Linked DNA regions of Mus musculus: all the other regions are linked to region 1. A link is a contact called in public HiChIP or PLAC-seq and promoter capture Hi-C data. All regions are on one chromosome and are shown on one strand. The core of a region is the stretch at or near the end of the contact, and the rest is flanking DNA. Distances in the headings are between cores, read along the strand shown.

The links. HiChIP or PLAC-seq counts read pairs in DNA pulled down with a chosen protein or histone mark. Capture Hi-C pulls out chosen DNA fragments and counts their contacts.
Region 2: a contact with region 1 is called in an H3K27ac HiChIP or PLAC-seq map of extraembryonic endoderm stem cells, with 4 times the contacts expected there. The contact joins the enhancer-like site here to the promoter of Mrpl15 in region 1. A contact is called at or near these places in 1 of 15 datasets of contacts at CTCF or cohesin (the NIH/3T3 cell line), 3 of 484 Hi-C or Micro-C datasets (the G1E-ER4 cell line, long-term hematopoietic stem cells and uterus), 1 of 115 datasets of contacts at active chromatin or transcription factors (extraembryonic endoderm stem cells) and 1 of 9 other capture datasets (embryonic stem cells).
Region 3: an H3K27ac HiChIP or PLAC-seq map of embryonic stem cells shows a contact between it and region 1, with 5 times the contacts expected there. The contact joins the enhancer-like site here to the promoter of Mrpl15 in region 1. A contact is called at or near these places in 5 of 39 promoter capture datasets (the 3T3-L1 cell line, the C10 cell line, the HPC-7 cell line and 2 more), 2 of 115 datasets of contacts at active chromatin or transcription factors (embryonic stem cells and large pre-B cells) and 1 of 9 other capture datasets (embryonic stem cells).
Region 4: a promoter capture Hi-C map of liver shows a contact between it and region 1. The contact joins the promoter of Sox17 here to the promoter of Mrpl15 in region 1. A contact is called at or near these places in 13 of 39 promoter capture datasets (the HPC-7 cell line, HPC-7-derived erythroid cells, cranial neural crest and 8 more), 8 of 484 Hi-C or Micro-C datasets (2-cell-like embryonic stem cells, LSK cells, embryonic stem cells and 4 more), 11 of 115 datasets of contacts at active chromatin or transcription factors (cardiomyocytes, embryonic stem cells, extraembryonic endoderm stem cells and 5 more) and 3 of 9 other capture datasets (adipose tissue, liver and pancreatic islet).
Region 5: a contact with region 1 is called in an H3K4me3 HiChIP or PLAC-seq map of the 230-238 cell line, with 11 read pairs. The contact joins the enhancer-like site here to the promoter of Mrpl15 in region 1. A contact is called at or near these places in 3 of 39 promoter capture datasets (the C10 cell line, the HPC-7 cell line and cranial neural crest), 2 of 484 Hi-C or Micro-C datasets (the C2C12 cell line and uterus), 8 of 115 datasets of contacts at active chromatin or transcription factors (the 230-238 cell line, the NIH/3T3 cell line, the SCID.adh cell line and 3 more) and 3 of 9 other capture datasets (adipose tissue, liver and pancreatic islet).

What each region holds. Positions count from the first base shown.
Region 1 is chr1:4,783,959-4,787,397 of GRCm38.p6, forward strand. It overlaps Mrpl15 (mitochondrial ribosomal protein L15), which reads right to left and starts at 1,768. Exons shown (of 5, transcript NM_001177658.1): 1 at 1,615-1,768; 2 at 1-147. The coding sequence starts at 1,719.
Region 2 is chr1:4,420,531-4,423,969 of GRCm38.p6, forward strand. No RefSeq gene overlaps it. Among named protein-coding and RNA genes, the nearest start is that of Rp1, 62 kb to the left of the region's middle. Within about 2 kb of position 1,856, at least 9 of the 459 cell types and tissues checked have an H3K27ac peak or open chromatin away from gene starts, as enhancers often do. A contact at or near this core is called in extraembryonic endoderm stem cells, where this site is marked.
Region 3 is chr1:5,132,419-5,135,857 of GRCm38.p6, forward strand. Atp6v1h (ATPase, H+ transporting, lysosomal V1 subunit H) reads left to right here. Exons shown (of 14, transcript NM_133826.5): 10 at 666-844; 11 at 3,394-3,439. Among named protein-coding and RNA genes, the nearest start is that of Atp6v1h, 51 kb to the left of the region's middle. Within about 2 kb of position 1,858, at least 9 of the 459 cell types and tissues checked have an H3K27ac peak or open chromatin away from gene starts, as enhancers often do. A contact at or near this core is called in embryonic stem cells and liver, where this site is marked.
Region 4 is chr1:4,495,785-4,499,223 of GRCm38.p6, forward strand. Sox17 (SRY (sex determining region Y)-box 17) reads right to left here and starts at 1,570. Exons shown (of 5, transcript NM_011441.5): 1 at 507-1,570; 2 at 1-158.
Region 5 is chr1:5,053,815-5,057,253 of GRCm38.p6, forward strand. It overlaps a transcript of Rgs20 not described here. Among named protein-coding and RNA genes, the nearest start is that of Atp6v1h, 28 kb to the right of the region's middle. Within about 2 kb of position 1,952, at least 3 of the 459 cell types and tissues checked have an H3K27ac peak or open chromatin away from gene starts, as enhancers often do. A contact at or near this core is called in the 230-238 cell line, where this site is marked.

The sequences.
Region 1 (3,439 bases), core at 518-3,017:
TTCATTAAATCCATATTTTGGGATTCGTATGTAAAATGGAGTCTGCCCTCCCTCAAAGCCCAGCCTTGGCCGGGTTCCTCTCTGCCTTTCTCCTTTATGGCCTCTGCCACACTTCCTACCTCTTCTCCGATCTCTTGGACGTCTTTCCTACAAGAAAAAGTGAGTTTTAAGATCTTCAGATACATTTCTGAAAACTGTCTCATCTCATAGCATATTCCATATTAATGCTGTTTATCCATTGCACCAGAGGTAAAGTACCGTGTGCCAAGCCCTGCTCTAGCTGCGTGCTCATCTTTATACTCCACCAACATAGTTCTCTCAGAATGTAGCTGATCCTAGTAACCAAAATACAAGGTGAAACACAGGGCAAAGTTCTAAGGAAGGGATGGGATCCAACAGGAATAACAAGCTCTACAATAAGCTAGGTCCCTGTAGTGATTGCTATCTGCTAGGTTGAGGCAGGAGGATTCAAAGTTCAAGGCCTGCCTAAGCTACAAAAAAAGGGCAAGGCCAGCAACCCCCAATTTTCTGAGAGTCTGTCTCTGAATAAAGCATTTAAAAATCGGGAAAGGGAACCAGATGTGGTGGCGCATGCCTTTAATCCCAGCACTCGAGAGGCAGGGACAGGAGGATTTCTGAGTCCGAGGCCAGCCTGGTCTAAAAAGTGAGTTCCAGGACAGCCAGGGCTCTACAGAGAAACCCTGGGGGGGGGGGGGGGGGGGGGCGGTGAGAGGGCATCGGGAAAGGGTTTGGGATTACAGCTCAGTGGTATAGTGTGCTTGAACAAACAAGCTAAGGGCCTAAATTTAGTCTTCAGGAAAAAGCAGCTGGAACGGAAAAAGAAAATCCTAGAACTAAACAGCCAAAACGAGGCTTGAGTGACATTAAATGTTTTATTTTTAAATTAATCGTAAATATGTAATTAGATCACATATGGCTAAGGAAAACTCCAATTTTTGCTAGGGACACATTCTAATTTCCTAAATTCCTAAAAGATAAGCTCCTGGCAACTTGTCCCCCTCCACAGAATTGTAAAACTGATGTGAAATGATTAATTGCTTCGGTAAAGTTCCTCATGTAGCTGTAAGTTCCCCAGAAATAAAGTAATTGCGACCTTTCAAAGCCCTCCACCTTCTACCCCTTTAACCTGGGCCTAAGGGGAATTGTGGTTGGCTGCACTATAACATTAAAAAATTGGCTAATTACAACTGGATAGAGTCGGGTAGTCTTTCGGTGTTCTCTAACTCCGTAACATCTTTCCCTTAATTGACTTTGTCAACCGCCCCCCCCCCTAAAAAAAAAGCCGTATATTAAGTTACTGTAAAAGCCGAGCAGCCGACCCACAACAGTTTTCTAGTTGCACCCTGGGTTGCACATTGGCCAGCTGGAATGTAGAAAAAACACTGGGATTTTTATAACGACGATAGGCACTTGCTAAGCAGTTCAGTTTAAACGCAATTTTGGATGAATCGTCTGCAGTTCCCGAGTGTGTACCCTCCGCCTGCTTAGCATCCTTAACACTGGGCGCACGCGGAAGGGAGCCAGGCGCCCGCACGCGTCCATCGCCAGAGTGACGCGGCCCCTGCACTCCCCGCACCGCCGCCAAGCGTTTACCCGTTTTCTGGAGTTAGGACTGGGCTTCAGGTTGGCCAGGCTCACTCTCGGCAAGGACCGCAGCAGGTCCAGGCTGGTCCCGCAGCCGCGCGCCGTGCCAGCCATGACCCGCGGTGCTTCAAGGGCGCCCAGGAAGCGGCGTAGACTCCGCGTTGCTTTACGGCTCCGCCCGGCCCCTGTCGCGCTGCAGCGGCCGTACTGCCCCGCCCCTGTCGTGCTGCAGAGCGACCGCATCCGCGTCGGTAGGCTATGTCTTCCAGCTTCCAGGCTTGATGTCTTTTTACTTCGGGGAACTGCATCAACTTTTGTGAGATCATGCTTTATCCTCTGGCTTTGGTACCATTTTGTGAACGAAAACTGTTCTCTTCTGCCCTGTAATGACTGAACACGCTGTACGGTAAAAGTGGGGCCTCATGAAGCGAAAAGTAATCCAAAATGATGTGAACAGGTTCAAGCTTTGAGACTCTGGTAATTCAACTGTTACAGTGCCTGGCTCTAGAATTAATTGTCTAATTAGGTTCAACCTAATAGCGTGCCTTGCAGTTAACGATGGGGGGTGGGGCATACTTAGCTCCTGGGGTATGCCAGAAACTGAGTTAAAGTTAGCCTTACTAGATTCATATAAACAACCACGCTAGAAGCGAGGTGTGGTTTTATGCCTATCAGATCGACCCAGCTGTCACAGCAGATGGTATAGATAGGATTCAAAGCTAATGAACTTAAACTGCCAAACATATATTTAACTCTCCAAATTAAATGATTTTTAAAACTTGTCTTAATACAAGTAATATAGAAAACAATGTGTTCATTTTTATATTCTTTTTCCGTTCCACTGTCTTGCTGGAGAATTGCTCCTACCAAGCTCTATCAGTTATATAGTGAAGGTGAGACAATTTAATAAGCAGCTGTTTCTAACTCAAATAAACCTTTATTTTTATTTTATTGATTCATTGTGAATTTCACATCATACACTCCAGATCCACAATCCCTCCGTCCTTTTTGCCCTTGCAAACCCCCCCCCCCCCAAAATAAAAATAAAGTTTAGGAAACCTCATCGTGAAGCTGTCGTGTGTCACAGTGTGTCCTACAGTATACCCTTTTGTCCATACATTATTACTTGCAAATGTACATTGCAATGAGTCATTGGTCTGGTTCTAGGTCTCTGGCTTCTGCTACACCAATATTGGATCCTCACAGGGACTCTATTCGGTTATCCTGCTATTGTCCTAGGTCACTGAGATCCTGCAGCTCTGGATCAGCAGGACTAGCTAGCCCTTTCACATGTTCCAACAGGTTACACATAAGGTAGATATCGGGGTGAGCTACTCAAAACCATGGATTTGGGCCTGGGGCCAGAGCCTGCTGGTCATTCAACATGGAAACCACGACTTGGGGTATGAGGATGATTATAGGAAAGGCAAAAAGAAGATGGAAGAGACAGATATGGGAGGGCTACAGGTCAATACCACCACTAGCAGCAAGTTTACTTTCTCAGTGTCTTTTAAAGGCTAGCAACAGAAAGCATGACCAATTCCAGGAAGTTAAACAATGAACATGAACATTTATGTGATAAGTGTATGGTACACACTATCCATGTTTGACTAAGGCCATTTCCTTCAGGCTTGGACAGTCTCTCAAGGACATATGTAAAAGCAGAGGAACTTGGCAGGATATAATGCATGTCTTAACTAAAAGCAAAAGCATGTTAGCAGACTCATTCATGATTAATTACAAGCAAGAACTCAGCCAACATTAACTCTGGAAGTGCTCCCCACATGTCCCCTTTTTATCTATGCAAGCCAATGAAATTGAGGAAAGCCAAAAT
Region 2 (3,439 bases), core at 606-3,105, 360 kb before region 1:
CTCATATAGCCACTGAGAAAATATACACTAAATTCATATGCATCCTTTTATACTCACAAACAGGCAAACACACAGTTCTACATTTTGAGGCAAAGAAATGCACTGTTGCTGGGATTATAACTATCTGTTTTGGTAGCAATACAGAGCATATTTATTACAGCTAGCGTTATATCACAAGTCATGGAACTTGGCAATCCCACTTTCAAACACCTCCCTGGAGAACCCAGTGAGACATACAGATAATCCCCAATGAATGAAAAAAGCAAACACCTGACTTTGCATCATTACCTACCAAGGAAAGATCAATAATTCACACAAACACCACCATGAGCAAATCTCAGAAATGTTTCTCATACTGAAAACTAGCTTTAAAAGACTGTCTGCACGCAAGTGATGGAGCCTCACCAGAGGTTTTTACCACTTCGAGACTATAGTTCCAAAAGCAACTCCTACAAGACAGACAGTGTTCTGACCAGAAACCTGAGGTCTTGTGGTGATGGAGAGGCAGGAGCAGAATTTAAACCTCCTAGGCCCAGCCCCTGGGAGTCTACAAATGAAACCATAGCAAAAGAGGGAGGAAAACAGTCCAGTAGCAGAGGCAGTGGTTGCTCTGGCCGCAGAGAAGACATTGGCTGTTCTATTGGCTAAGCCCACCTCCAGAAAGGCTGGAAAGGGATCCTGCTACCTTTTCATAGTGAAGTGCAATTTTTCTATACTGTACATCATGATAGTGAAACATCTGTTTCCCTTCAGAAGCCAGCAGAGGAAATCTGCATTCATGTTGTAAACAACTCAAAATGTCAAATACAGGATGAACAGCTGAACACCATACTCTCCAAAGGTAAGGGTATTGTGCTATAGATTCATAACTATGAAAGACATGGACAAAAGACCTTGACCAAATAATTATAAAAGCAACTAATACAGGATAAAGGAAAACCCTGATCCAGGGAACAAGGACCAAGATAAAGATTCCCCCTACTTTGGACTTTGGAAATAAATGTCTGATGCAGTAATGAAATAAGTGATCAATTCATAAAACTCCAATCAGGAGCATGGTGACCACTGTCATTGAAGCTGACAAAGCTCAGAAGACTTTGGAACTGTTTTACAGAGAATGCTATCAATGGTGTGAAAACGCTGGCAAGGAAAGTCTTAGAAGGCTGTAAACAGAGAATGCTTGGTGACTGTGGTGGAGCTTCAGAAGTCAGAGGCTGGCAGGGCTGACGTCAGAGGGAAGACTGCTCACAAGAAGTCACAGTTAGGGATGGTGATCTATGTGCAACTGAGCTAAGATCATACATCGCACACTCTAGCAAATATCTGCTCTGTATATTGTCCATGTCCTGAGATTATAGTTAGTAAGGTAAATCCATTTTTCATTTAGCCCATCATTCAACCTATGGTATGGTTATTTTATAACTGCTTTTGGCTACGATTATGGGGAGGATTATAAACCAAAAAAATAAAAATAAAAAATAAAACAGAAAGGAGGTTCTTTTAAAAAATTAAAATAAAATAAAAGTATTTTTGCCTAGAAAAGAAGTACATGTAAAGCCGTGGCCCAGTAAAATGTGGCTGCTAAGGAGGTTCATGACACTAGAAAGAAAGCAAATGCATTACATCAACATGACAGGAAAGATGCCTCGGGGACATTTCACACATTGTATGACACCCACCTATTTGCACATACAAGATGATACAGTTTCAACTTTACTTTGAGCAGATAGCTCTGGGATATCGTGTCTGTATGGACTTCCCAAGAGAAAGGATTCCCTTGTGACCAGTCCTCAGGGACCCAGAGCCCACAGAAGCTGTGCTACAATAGGGTTCGGTCATTGCTTCAGCTACAAACATTGGCATTGTCTGCATCTGCTGATCGTACAGCAATGCAAAGTGCAAGGGTTACGGGGTCAGGGAGGCTTCTGAACACAGCGTAAAGGAAAATCTGGGAGGCCTAGCGATGTATGACAGGGTCAGAATCCCACAAGCAACCCCTAAGTGGATGGGAGTAGTGAAACTAAAGATAATCCACATTAGGGACTGTAGGAATGAGGAGTGTCTGCAACGAAAACCACAGGCAGTGATGGTAGTGAGCCAGAGACAAAGGCCGTAAGTCTGCAGATAGCCAGGGTGTGGGTAAGGGCTTCCCAACCCTTTGGATTTACATCACACCTACACATAGCTTAGATGCCAGAATAGGACTGCAGATGTAATGTTTCCTGATGGACTTTAGTCCTTCTTTTTTCCTTTCAATATCCAAATACCTCCCTTGAAGAATGAAAATATATACTCTGTAGAACTCTGTAAAGTAGCATACAACTTGCTTTCTTGTTTTATAGAGATTCTTCGTGAAAAAATTGCCTTGAATCTCAGACACACTTTGCATTCAAACTTTTTAACAATACAAAACTGTTGAAGGAATGCGCACCCTTAAAGATGGACAAAGTGCATTACGCTTTATTTCAGATAAATGTGGGCCCTTACTATAATTTAAGTAATAATTTAATTTTAAAAGATAATTTAATTTAATTACAATTGCTTACTCTACTTTAAAAATAGACAGCACCGCAGTTCAGAAGGCATTTTTATGTTTTTACTGAACAAACAAGGAACTTTGAGGAAAGGATAGAATTATCACACTGTACCCTATGACTATGTTTAAAATGTTTAATGTTTTTACTTATTTATTTGCGTGTATGTGTGCCCACACACACACATACCATGGCATACATGTGAAAGTTAGAGTGCAACCTGCAGGAAATCACTTCTCTTTACACTGTGAGTTCTGGGAATTGAATTCACATCATCAAACATGGTGGCAAACACCTTAATGGATTGATCATTCTCACTGGCCCACTTATATTTGTTGTGATAAAATTTAAAACCTACTGAAATTATAAGGAAAATTTGTGAGGTCTGGAATACTAATATTTTTGTATTTAATAAAGAAATCATTAAAAGGAAACAAAACTGGAAGTCTACTTTTCCCTTTGTTTCCCTTTGTTCCCCTTGACTTAATTCTTCCTTCTTAGTGTAAACACTGCCTCTCTGGAAAAGCAGAAGCCATCACATAGGACACCCTTCATAGTCTCTACCCAAGGAACCAGCCGGGTCTTCTGTTCCTGTACTGATCGGCGGTTTGTTGCCATCCAGAGATGCCTGCAAAGGTTTCCAGTTACTCACCTTGGAATTCTACTCACAACCTGTATCACTGCTTTCGCATACCTTGACTAGGGGTACAGTCATTCTAGTGGAGGATTGGACATTTTCAACTTTACTAACATTACAAAACTGCTCAGCATCAGGTAACATCACTAACTAATACCCCAGTCAGCAGCAGGAGACTCTTCTTAGTCCTCACAATCTGAGAGCACTCGTGGATCCGCCTTGAATTATTTGCCTATCCAGAACTAGATAGAAGTTTCAGTTCCAGTGT
Region 3 (3,439 bases), core at 608-3,107, 350 kb after region 1:
CCTAGATAAGGCAGTCAGTCTCTAGATGGTCCATCCTTTTGTCGCAGCTCCAAACTTTGTCTCTGTAACTCCTTCCATGGGTGTTTTGTTCTCAATTCTAAGAAGGGGCACAGTGTCCATACTTTGGTCTTCATTCTTCTAGAGTTTCATGCATTTGACAAATTGTATCTTATATCTTGGGTATACTAAGTTTTGGGCTAGTATCCACTTATCAGTGAGTACATATTGTGTGAGTTCCTTTGTGATTGGGTTACCTTGCTCAGGATGATGCCCTCCAGGTCCATCCATTTGCCTAGGAATTTCATAAATTCATTCTTTTTAATAGCTGAATAGTACTCCATTGTGTAAATGTACCACATTTTCTGTATCCATTCCTCTGTTGAGGGGCATCTGGGTTCTTTCCAGCTTCTGGCTATTATAAATAAGGCTGCTATGAACATAGTGGAGCATGTGTCCTTCATACCGGTTGGGACATCTTCTGGATATATGCCCAGAAGAGGTATTGCTGGATCCTCCGGTAGTACTATGTCCAATTTTCTAAGGAACCGCTAGATTGATTTCCAGAGTGGAGTACTGGTTAAATGGGAAACTCAAAGAAAGGTGTAAAGAAGTATGGATGTTTGCAAATATCATGTACTTTCTTCATGTCTCTTTGTCTAACTCAGAATTTCTTAGAAAAATCAACGGAAAGAGAAACTCGCCAAGAGTATGCTCTGGCTATGATTCAATGCAAAGTACTGAAACAGTTGGAGAATTTGGAGCAGCAGAAGTATGATGATGAAGATATCAGTGAAGACATCAAATTTCTTTTGGAAAAACTTGGTGAGAGTGTCCAGGACCTTAGGTGTGTTATCATCTTCATCATTGTCACATAATTACTTGTGATAGCTCATTCTGTAGCCCTGGCTGCCCAGGAACTCCCTGTGTAGACTTGGAACTCAGAGATCTGCCACCTCTGCTGGGCTAAAGATGTGTACCACCTGTCCTGGCATTAACATGCTTTTTAAAATTGCCATATACTAAATCTCTTGAGATTTGTTTGACCTTGAACTCCTGGACAGAAGTGATTCTGCCTCAGTCTCTTTAGTGGTTGGACACTATTGGTGTGTGTGGTTGGTTATATAACTTTTAAAGAAACTTTGAATTGATTACAAAGTATGAAAATCATATTTTCCTACAAATTCTGTTTTCTGCTGAAACATTCTACATTGTTAACTGTAGCTTAGAGCATTTGGCTATTCTTACTTGGAGAGATTCCTATCATTCTTTATAGAATACTAGTTGAGTGATATGTATATTTTATCATATCATATGTATATCTGTTTTCATTATTAGGCTTAGGATATGATTATTTAAAAATGCTAGTTTACTTAAACTCACTTGTCTGCATTAAGTAACTATTCAAACAGGATATTCTTGTCAATGTACCCTCTCTATCCTGGTTAAACTGAATTGTCTGTCAACATTAATGGTTCCATCTTTTAAAATTTTACTTGAAAGTAAGTCCAAGCATGTCTTGATACAGTCTGTTTAGTGGCTCTATTAGCTATTTTTCTCATTCTGCTACTCACACTGAATGTCAGTAGTGTTAATCCCAGCAAATGAGAGTAAAGATCATTACCCAAAATCTTTGGCCAAATTAAGCAAGCTTTATTTTCTGTCAGACATGGCTAACTTCCTAAAGCAGGGTTTGAAAAAAAAAAATAGCATTTAACATAGGAAAAGTAGGCTTTATATAGTCTAAAAAACTACAAGGCTAGGGAATTTTCAGGGGTTGGGAGATTTCCAGAGGGATTTTGGTTACACCAGAGCTTGGCTGAACATTGCAGAATGATTTGGCAGAACATCTTAGCATCTGGGTACATTCAAGGTATGAATCAAACTCCAGAGGGTGGGGGTCATGTCAGATTCCAGCAACAGGCTAAAGCACAGTCAACTTGAATTTTGCTGTACAAAGAAATGAACTTACCTAATCTTATAACAAAAATGGTCCATCCTTAAGTTGGAGTCAGGCTGGTCAATCAATTCCTGTAATAAAATTTCCTGACAAAGGATAAAAGTTTGTTTATTTTAACTCAGTTCCAGAGTGTGTGCCTTCTTTTCTGGTGTAGAGGTTATGGTGGCTGGAGCTTGTGACAGCTGATCATATTGTATCTGCAGTCAGGAAATAGGAAAGGATGAATGGTTGTGCTTCTGTCACTTTCTCCTCCTTATGCAGTCCAGGACCCAGCATAGGGATGAGTGCCATTTAAAAATGCACACATCTTTGTGCCTTGTCTTCATTGCTTTCTTGTTGCTGTGATAAAGTAATAAAATACCCTGACAAAAGCAATTTAAGGAAGAAAGTATTTATTTATGTTAGCTTACAGTTGTCAAGGGATAAGAAAGTCAATGATGAGAACGACTTGGGAAGGCAGCAACAGGCGTCTGGTGGGTCACATTACATCTGCATTCAGAAAGCAGACAGTGAACAGGAAATTTGAATCTGAAAAGCCTCTAGGTACATCTTCAGTAACCTACTTCTTCCAAGACTCCACCTTGTAAAGATCCCACAGTCATCTCAGACCGCACCCCTACCTAGGGACCAAGTGTTAAAGATGAGACTAAATGGGCCGTTTAACATTCACACCAGAAACTTCAAATCAAGTTGACAAATCCACCCACAGTAAATAAACCACACTTAAAAACAACCAAGTTACATACAAGTTTAGTTACTGAGTTTTGAATTACAATGTATTGAGTTTGTTAACATATAGAATTTTTGTTTTAATTTTGAAAGATTATTTCCACAAGTCATGTTTATATTAATAGTCATACTTAGTATTATATGAATACATGTGTGATACTGTTTTGTGATATAATAAGATATCTGCTTTTTACATATATTTACAATAATATATCTACTGACTTGGCAAATTACACTGCTATGACTCTCAGGGTAGAAATTGTCTATTTTCTAAAATATACGAATACATATTCATATATTAATTGGGAATAAAGATTTTGGTAGCAAGTAAAGATTTTAATATTCACACCAAACATTCAACTTTGGCAATGTTGGACCTTAGTTTCTATGATTTGTTGGTGATTAAACTGTTGAAGTTTATATAGTAGTGGTTAATATTTAGAGGGCAGTGAGTCATTGTAGTTGTTATTCTTGTTATTTTTTGAAACAGGGTCTTAACTATGTAGCCTTGTCTGACCTAGAAATGGGTACATAGATCAAGTTGGCCTTGAACTAACAGGTCTGCCTGCCTCTGCTTCTTGAGTGCTGGGATTCTAAGTGTGTATAAAGACCAGACTCAGTCTTTGTAACTAAGTCATATTTTAATTTGCTTAATTTTGTAGTAGCCCTTAGATTCTTATAACTGGAATTTTAAAATAATTTTATAGCTCATTTGATGAATACAGTTCAGAACTTAAATCTGGAAGATTGGAA
Region 4 (3,439 bases), core at 320-2,819, 290 kb before region 1:
GGCATCTTTTCAAAGATCTCAGGGCCTAATTTTCTCTTTCCGTGTTTTTTTTTTTTTTAAATAAACTACGGGTTTTGTTTGAAATGACGATTGAAAACAGTAGCGGGTCCAGAATGCATTTTCTCTGTCTTCCCTGTCTTGGTTGATTTCTCTAAAAACTAAGAGACAACAGAAATATAATTCAGGTGTAGGTCTAGAAAATGTATTTACACCATTTTACCTGGGTACCTAGTTCTGTTCGAGCTCCATAAAAGGAACTGAGAAAGTGGTTAGAAAGAAAGCCCGGGGATGGGGAGGCAGCGTTATTTACAAGCATCCCTGAAGATTAACAACTGATCTTTCTGAGGGAAAGCACAAACACAGTAGGAGTCCAAGCGACCACTTTTGGGCTCTTCCCCGTTCCTTAAAACAGCCTCCCCTGGAGTCCCTAGATAGCACTTTACTTAACAAATCTACCAGGAAATGTGGCGCTTTCCCAAGACTAGTCCCCCTTCCCGTCCTCTTACCTAGATCTAACTTCTGCTGACCATTCTCTTGATAGATACTTTGGGAGGAGTGTTGGGGCCAACCGCACTTCAGACCCGCCAGCAGTGTGAGTGGGCCATATTTCAGTTTCTTCACTAAATGGGTGTTGGAAGCCGAGCTCACGACGTTATCAAAGCCAGCCACAAATGCCACAAGTAAAGAAGCAAACATCCGGAGCGGCTTCCTGCAAGCCTTGCTTCCCTCAACACTAGAGATTTACTGGGGTGGGGGTGGGTATCTGGACTAGAAGCCTGGCACGCCTGTCTGCTGTAGTCCGCAGCGGTATCACACTCAAACAGTGCAGGATTTCTAGGTGGCTACTGCCTAAGCCACATCCCCAAAGCAGACCTGAGGCTCGAAAGGCTGGGGCAAGGAAGCGTCTAATGTAACTAGAAGCTGTGCCCGTAACCATTTGGGGCCTGTAGCAAGCGGGTTGGTGATCAACTGGGACTCCGAAGTGGGAGAGTCTAAGCCACTCTTCTACAGCGAGCCTCAGAGTGAGTGGTTGATTTCTCGAAGGTTTTATGGTTTTGGTGTTCTGATGGCCAAGGCCTGTTAAAGGACATTCAAGTCCAATTGCACAGGATCCGTGGGCACTCAAGCAGATCCGTGGTCTGTGGAGAGCAAGTTCATGAGGGCGGAAAAGGGAGCGTGGGCTGTCATCACGGAGACAGCCCCCGGCGGACTCTAAGATAACAGAGACAATAGTACCACTGGACGGTCTAAAATACGTGCCTCAGAGTCTGCCTCTGAGAACACCGAGCGTCGTGCCCCGGGCTCCGCACCTCCCAGGTAGGGCCACGCAGAGCGATGCGGTCGATTGGCACCTTTCACCCGGGCACCAAAAGGCGCAGTCTCTTCTCCCCTTTATACCTTTCGCGCTCTTTCCAGTCCCTGGTCAGTCCCCAGTGGGTCGGAGGTGGAGATGGAAATTCGGGAACTTGAGAGGAAAGAGTGGCAAGAAAGACAGTGATCACCGGCCCCCACGGTGGCCCAGAACATTCAGGCCAGACCCTGCAATCTTCGCTTTGCTAGCCTCTCCCGTGAGAGCTGAGAACGTCTGACCCCAAGATTAACTTCGGGGGCTCATTCCGCACACCGTTGGGAGCGTGCATCCTGGGTGGGCGGGGTCTCACGTAACTGTCCGAATCTCTGTCTAATCGTGCCCCGAAACCCCACCCTAGCAGCTGGCGACTCGGAGACCACGTCCTCCTTCCCGCTCGGCCCTAGCTGAGTTTTTCCGCGGCGAAGCAGGAAGTAAACTGCTCCCGCTCCACTTCCCAGCTCAGTAACCGGTCGGGAATGTTTCTTAGAACCCATACCCCATCTGTGTTCCCCAGACGAAGTAAGGACTCCTCTTTATTCCTGCTCCATGGAACCTCAGGTTCTCTTGGGACGGTAGTCTGAGAGCTAGGAATGAAGCCTTGCTCACATTTCTTTGTCCTCTTCCTTGAAATTTAAAGACAATTCAAATATGGCTTGGGTTTTTATAAAGGTGATGGCTGCTGTAGCCTAGTAGTACCACACCCTAGGGAAGACGGGCTTCCTTGGAGAAAGGCAATCCTCGCCTTGCAGTCTGGCCTGTCACTGTGAGCAGAGCACTTGCACTCTCTCCAGAGAGCAAACTGGGTAGGACTGCTTCCCAGGATGCCCAGTGTGGCATCCTTAGTCTTCTTCTCTGATTTATTAATATCCAGCTCAGTCTATGATCCTGTAATACTCCGTTCCTGGACTGTGAAAGTGATGATGACTACACAGTGGGTCAAGCACATTGAGTTGTTTCGTTGAGTTTGCTTTGGTTTTGTAGCAGAGGCAATAGGTGCCTTTCCATCCAGAAAACTCTGCTCCCAAGATCCCCTATCAGGATTAACTGCATGGCGCCAGATTGTTGGTTAGGGCAAGGTATGTGCTCTGTGATCATGGAAATGATCAAAGTTAAATAGGACTTGCCACTCCTGACAGCACTCATTACCTCCTGTATGCGCTTCAAGCATAACAGATTTCTAACCTGAACCTAATTTAGCTTCCAAAGCTTAAAAACAAGAGGGAAGAGTTAGGAAGCCTTCCGGGGTTTCAGCTGGGTTACTTGAATGTTGTACTCTACCCATTTGGTGAACATGCCAACAAGTTCATAGCAACACAGGGTCTTCCGTTCACTACACCTTTCAATCCTGGATCACAGGGCTTTCCAGCCTTGACTACATACTTACGAATAATAGAATGTCCAGATTAATCCTTGGGTCTTCTTACTCCTAAGTGGAAACAGTAAGGACCATCTCCATAGACCTTAAAGGCTCATATGTCTGGGTCACAGGACTTCTGGAGAGTAATATTCTCTCCACGTCTCCTTCAATAATTCAAATTGCATCTGAAATCACAACATTACTGGGTGTTTAAATCCCACGGCTATCTTAATGCTTTTATCGAAGAAAGCCAGGCTGAAGATGCACATACATAATTTTACAAGTAGCTATATGATGCAAAAGTAAATGTCTGTCTTTAGGGCATTTGGAAAGTTATCTTTGAAATTAATTTCTTCATAAGCATGGTAATGTTTACAATGCAGTTTCCCTACCTCATCTGACCCTCACAACTGCCCTGGAAGTTACTGAAGTCGCTATGCCCGCAGTCCTCTTTTGGTGAAAAAAGAGCAGCGACTCAGTGACTTAACGCCACATAACAAAGGTTCTTAGACCATATCATTTTTCTAGCAGGAAACAATAACAGGCCTTATTATGAATTTATTTCTGTGCCATGTTTACAAATAATGAGAGACAAATTGGAATTTACAAGGATTAAATAAAGGAGTCAGTAGTGATGGATTAAGGATCCTTGGAAAAGAATGAAATGTTCTTATTAACTGGGTCATGATACTTTTGATACCAGAAGTACAGCAATGAAAAAGAGAAAGTAT
Region 5 (3,439 bases), core at 702-3,201, 270 kb after region 1:
AGAGCCTGACAAATCCAGAGGTCGATACTTGCAGCCAACCATTAGGCTGAGTTTGGGGGTTCTCGACGGAGGAGTTGGAGAAGGAACTGAAGGAGCTGAGGGGGTTTGCAATCCCATGGAGGGAGCAACAGTGTCAACAGGCCAGATCCCCCCTGCACAGAGCTCCTGGGAACTGGATACCCAACCAAGGAATACACATGGAGAGACCCTTGGTGCTGGCCACATATGTAGCAGAGGATGGCCTTGTTAGACATCAGTGGAAGGAAAGGCCCTTGGGCCTGAGGGTGTTTGATACTCCAGTGTAGGGGAATGACAGGTCAGGAAGATAGGAGTGGGGGTGTGAGCAGACTCATAGCGGCAGGGGGAAGGAGGATGGGATAGAAGGTTTCTGAAGGGGAGACATAGAAAGGAGAAAACATTTGAAATGTAAATAAAGAAAATAGCCAATAAAAAACACAAACATGAAAAAAGAATGCTCTGTTTAAAAGTATAAGACAACACTTTATTTTTCTTCTTTTGAGACAGGGTTTTGAATTTGTTACGTAGTGTTCATCCTCTCATGTAAGAATAAGACGACTACCTCAATTTTGAGCCAAATTTGAAGCAAGTTTTAATTAGATATTGATAGGATGATAAACTCTGGCTGGGCTTAATCCTGGGTTGCCAGAAAATGGCCACAGGTCACGTTTTGCAGAAGCTTAAAAAGGAAACCCCATTAGACCATGCATTTCCCATCAGGTTCAATCAGGGACAAGCACACATCCCAACACAGTTCTTGCCTATGTACTTCCAGCCTACATGTGACCTAGCACAACCTTACCATTGAGTTAGAAAAGCTTGTATAGGAGAATGAAAACATGGCTTATTATATCCCATAAAACAGTAGCCTCCAACATTTCAGGAAGTTTTGCCTTTGGGCAAGTTAGAGATATTTTTGCTTTATGGATCTCATAGGCACAGTAACTAAAACAGAACCTTGAGACTCACAGTAGCTAAGGCTTGTCTTGAACTCCTGCCTCCAGCTCTACTAAGTGCTGACTTCACAGTTGTTTAGCATTTTTCTCTGAGGCTCTAAGATCTTGGCATTTGGTCAGGAATGCTATCCCACACCTTTGATTATAGTACTAAGGAGGCAGAAATAGGCAGATTTTTAATGAGTTCATGGCTACTCTGGGCTCCGAAGTAAGACCTTCAAAAAGAAGAAGAGGAGGAGAAGGAGGAAGAGGAGGAGGAGAAGTAGGAGAAGGAAGAGGAGGAAAAGAAGGAGGAGGAGGCAAAAAGAAAAAATGCAAAGAAAAGAGAAAAGAAAAGGACCGTGGAAGTTCTAAAGGAAGCCCCCTTTAATATTCTGGAAGAAGGGCCTATGATATGTCTCAGTGTCTAAGACCACTGGCTTCTCTTTCAGAGGTCTCTAATTCAATTCCCAGAAACCACATGCTGGCTCACAACCATCCATAAAAGGATCTGATGTCCTCTTCTGGCCTGCAGATGTATATGCAGCAGAGCACTCATACACTAAATTAAAAAAAAAAAAAGATTCTGGAAGAAAGAAGTCGTAGAAAATACCTAAAATCCCCCCCCCCCAACCTGTTCAGCTGTCTGAAAGTCCTGCAGTAATCTGGAGGGGGTCCAGATCTCATGAGTTGTCACTTATGCTGGAGTGGACTTTTGCTGCTGCTGCTGTGTTTAAGTTATTTCTGCTTCTGTAAGTAACCCTTCATCTATAATTCTGTAAGTAGCCCAATAAACTCATTGGTCCATCAGATTGGACTTTAGTGGTATCATGACTTTACTTTGTTTCTTATCTGTGATGAATAGATATTAGTTTTGCATTTCTGCAGGACTTTTTTCCTTTTATTTCTGTTGAATATGTTTGTGCTGTGTAAGTATACATGTGATGAATGCCCATGAGTGAGTGGGTACCTGTGATGTGGAGGCCAGAGGAGGATATTACTCTCGACTTCATTCCCTTGAGACAGGTCTATCACTGAACAGGAAGCTCATCTGTTTCAGCTAGGCTGTCTGGCCAGTGAGTTCCTAGAATCTGCCTATCTCTGCCATCTAATGATGATGTCACAAGCACATGGATCCATGTTCCACTTTTATGTATATGCTTTTATATCAAGTACTTTTACTCACAAACCCATGTTCCCAGCCACAGTCTATTTTCTAAATTGCTTTTGGCAACTATCAGTTTAGTGCAAAGATTTTTCAGAAAACCCAGATTCATGTCACCACTCACCTGATTTTCAACATCCCATATGTAGCCAGCAGTATTTCCAAACTTGTTTTTTAAGTCTAAACCTGGTCTGACAGCTTCAATCTACTGACTTAATGAAGCTGGGCAAGGATCCAAATGAAAGGAACAACCAGAAGTGCCATGATAATAAAGGGGAGCAATTAGCATGTCAGCAACATCAATCTAACCTGCTAGTGCAGTGCTTTAACATTTATTCCGCAATCAGTTTAAATTTACAGGAAATTGCTAAAAAGAAAATAGTTCATTGTGGACATTGAGTTTAGCCTTTATGAAGACTGCAGAACTACAGTTCAGTGTCAAAGCCAGCATCATTGGCACAATTCATAGTGGTCACTCAGATTTCCCATGTATTACATGCACTTGTATGTGAGGTTTTATCAAATGCCTAGGTTTGTGGGCCAGTCACTACAATCAAGATGTGCCACTGCATGTCCCCTACTAGACCATTCACCTCTTTCTAATTATACCCACCACTTTCCCTTCATTTCATTTTTTTAAAATTTAATTTCTATTTCTTTTGTTTTATTTCCAATTTTAAAAAATTAGGTATTTTCTTCATTTACATTTCAAATGCTATCCCAAAAGTTCCCCATACCCTCCCCCACCCACTCCCCTACCCAACCACTCCCACTTCTTGACCCTGACATTCCCCTGTACTGAGACATATAAAGTTTGCAAGACCAAGGGGTCCCTCTTCCCAATGATGGCCGAATAGGCCATCTTCTGCTACATATGCAGCTAGAGACAGGAGCTCCAGGGTACTGGTTAGTTCATATTGTTGTTCCACCTATAGGGCTGCAGACCCCTTTAGCAATTCCTGTAAATTTAAACTTTAGCTCTTTGGGTACTTTCTCTAGCTCCTCCATTGGGGGCCCTGTGTTCCATCCAATAGCTGACTGTGAGCATCCACTTCTGTATTTACCAGGCACCGGCATAGTCTCACAAGAGACAACTATATCAAGGTTCTTTCAGCAAAATCTTGCTGGCATATGCAATGGTGTCAGCATTTGGAGGCTGATTATGGGACAGATCCCCGAGTGTGACAGTCTATAGATGGTCCATCCTTTTGTCTCAGCTGCAAACTTTGTCTCTGTAACCCCTTCCATGGGTGTTTTGTCCCCAATTCTAAGAAGGGGCAAAGTGCCCACACTTTGGTCTTTGTTCTTCTTGAGTTTCATG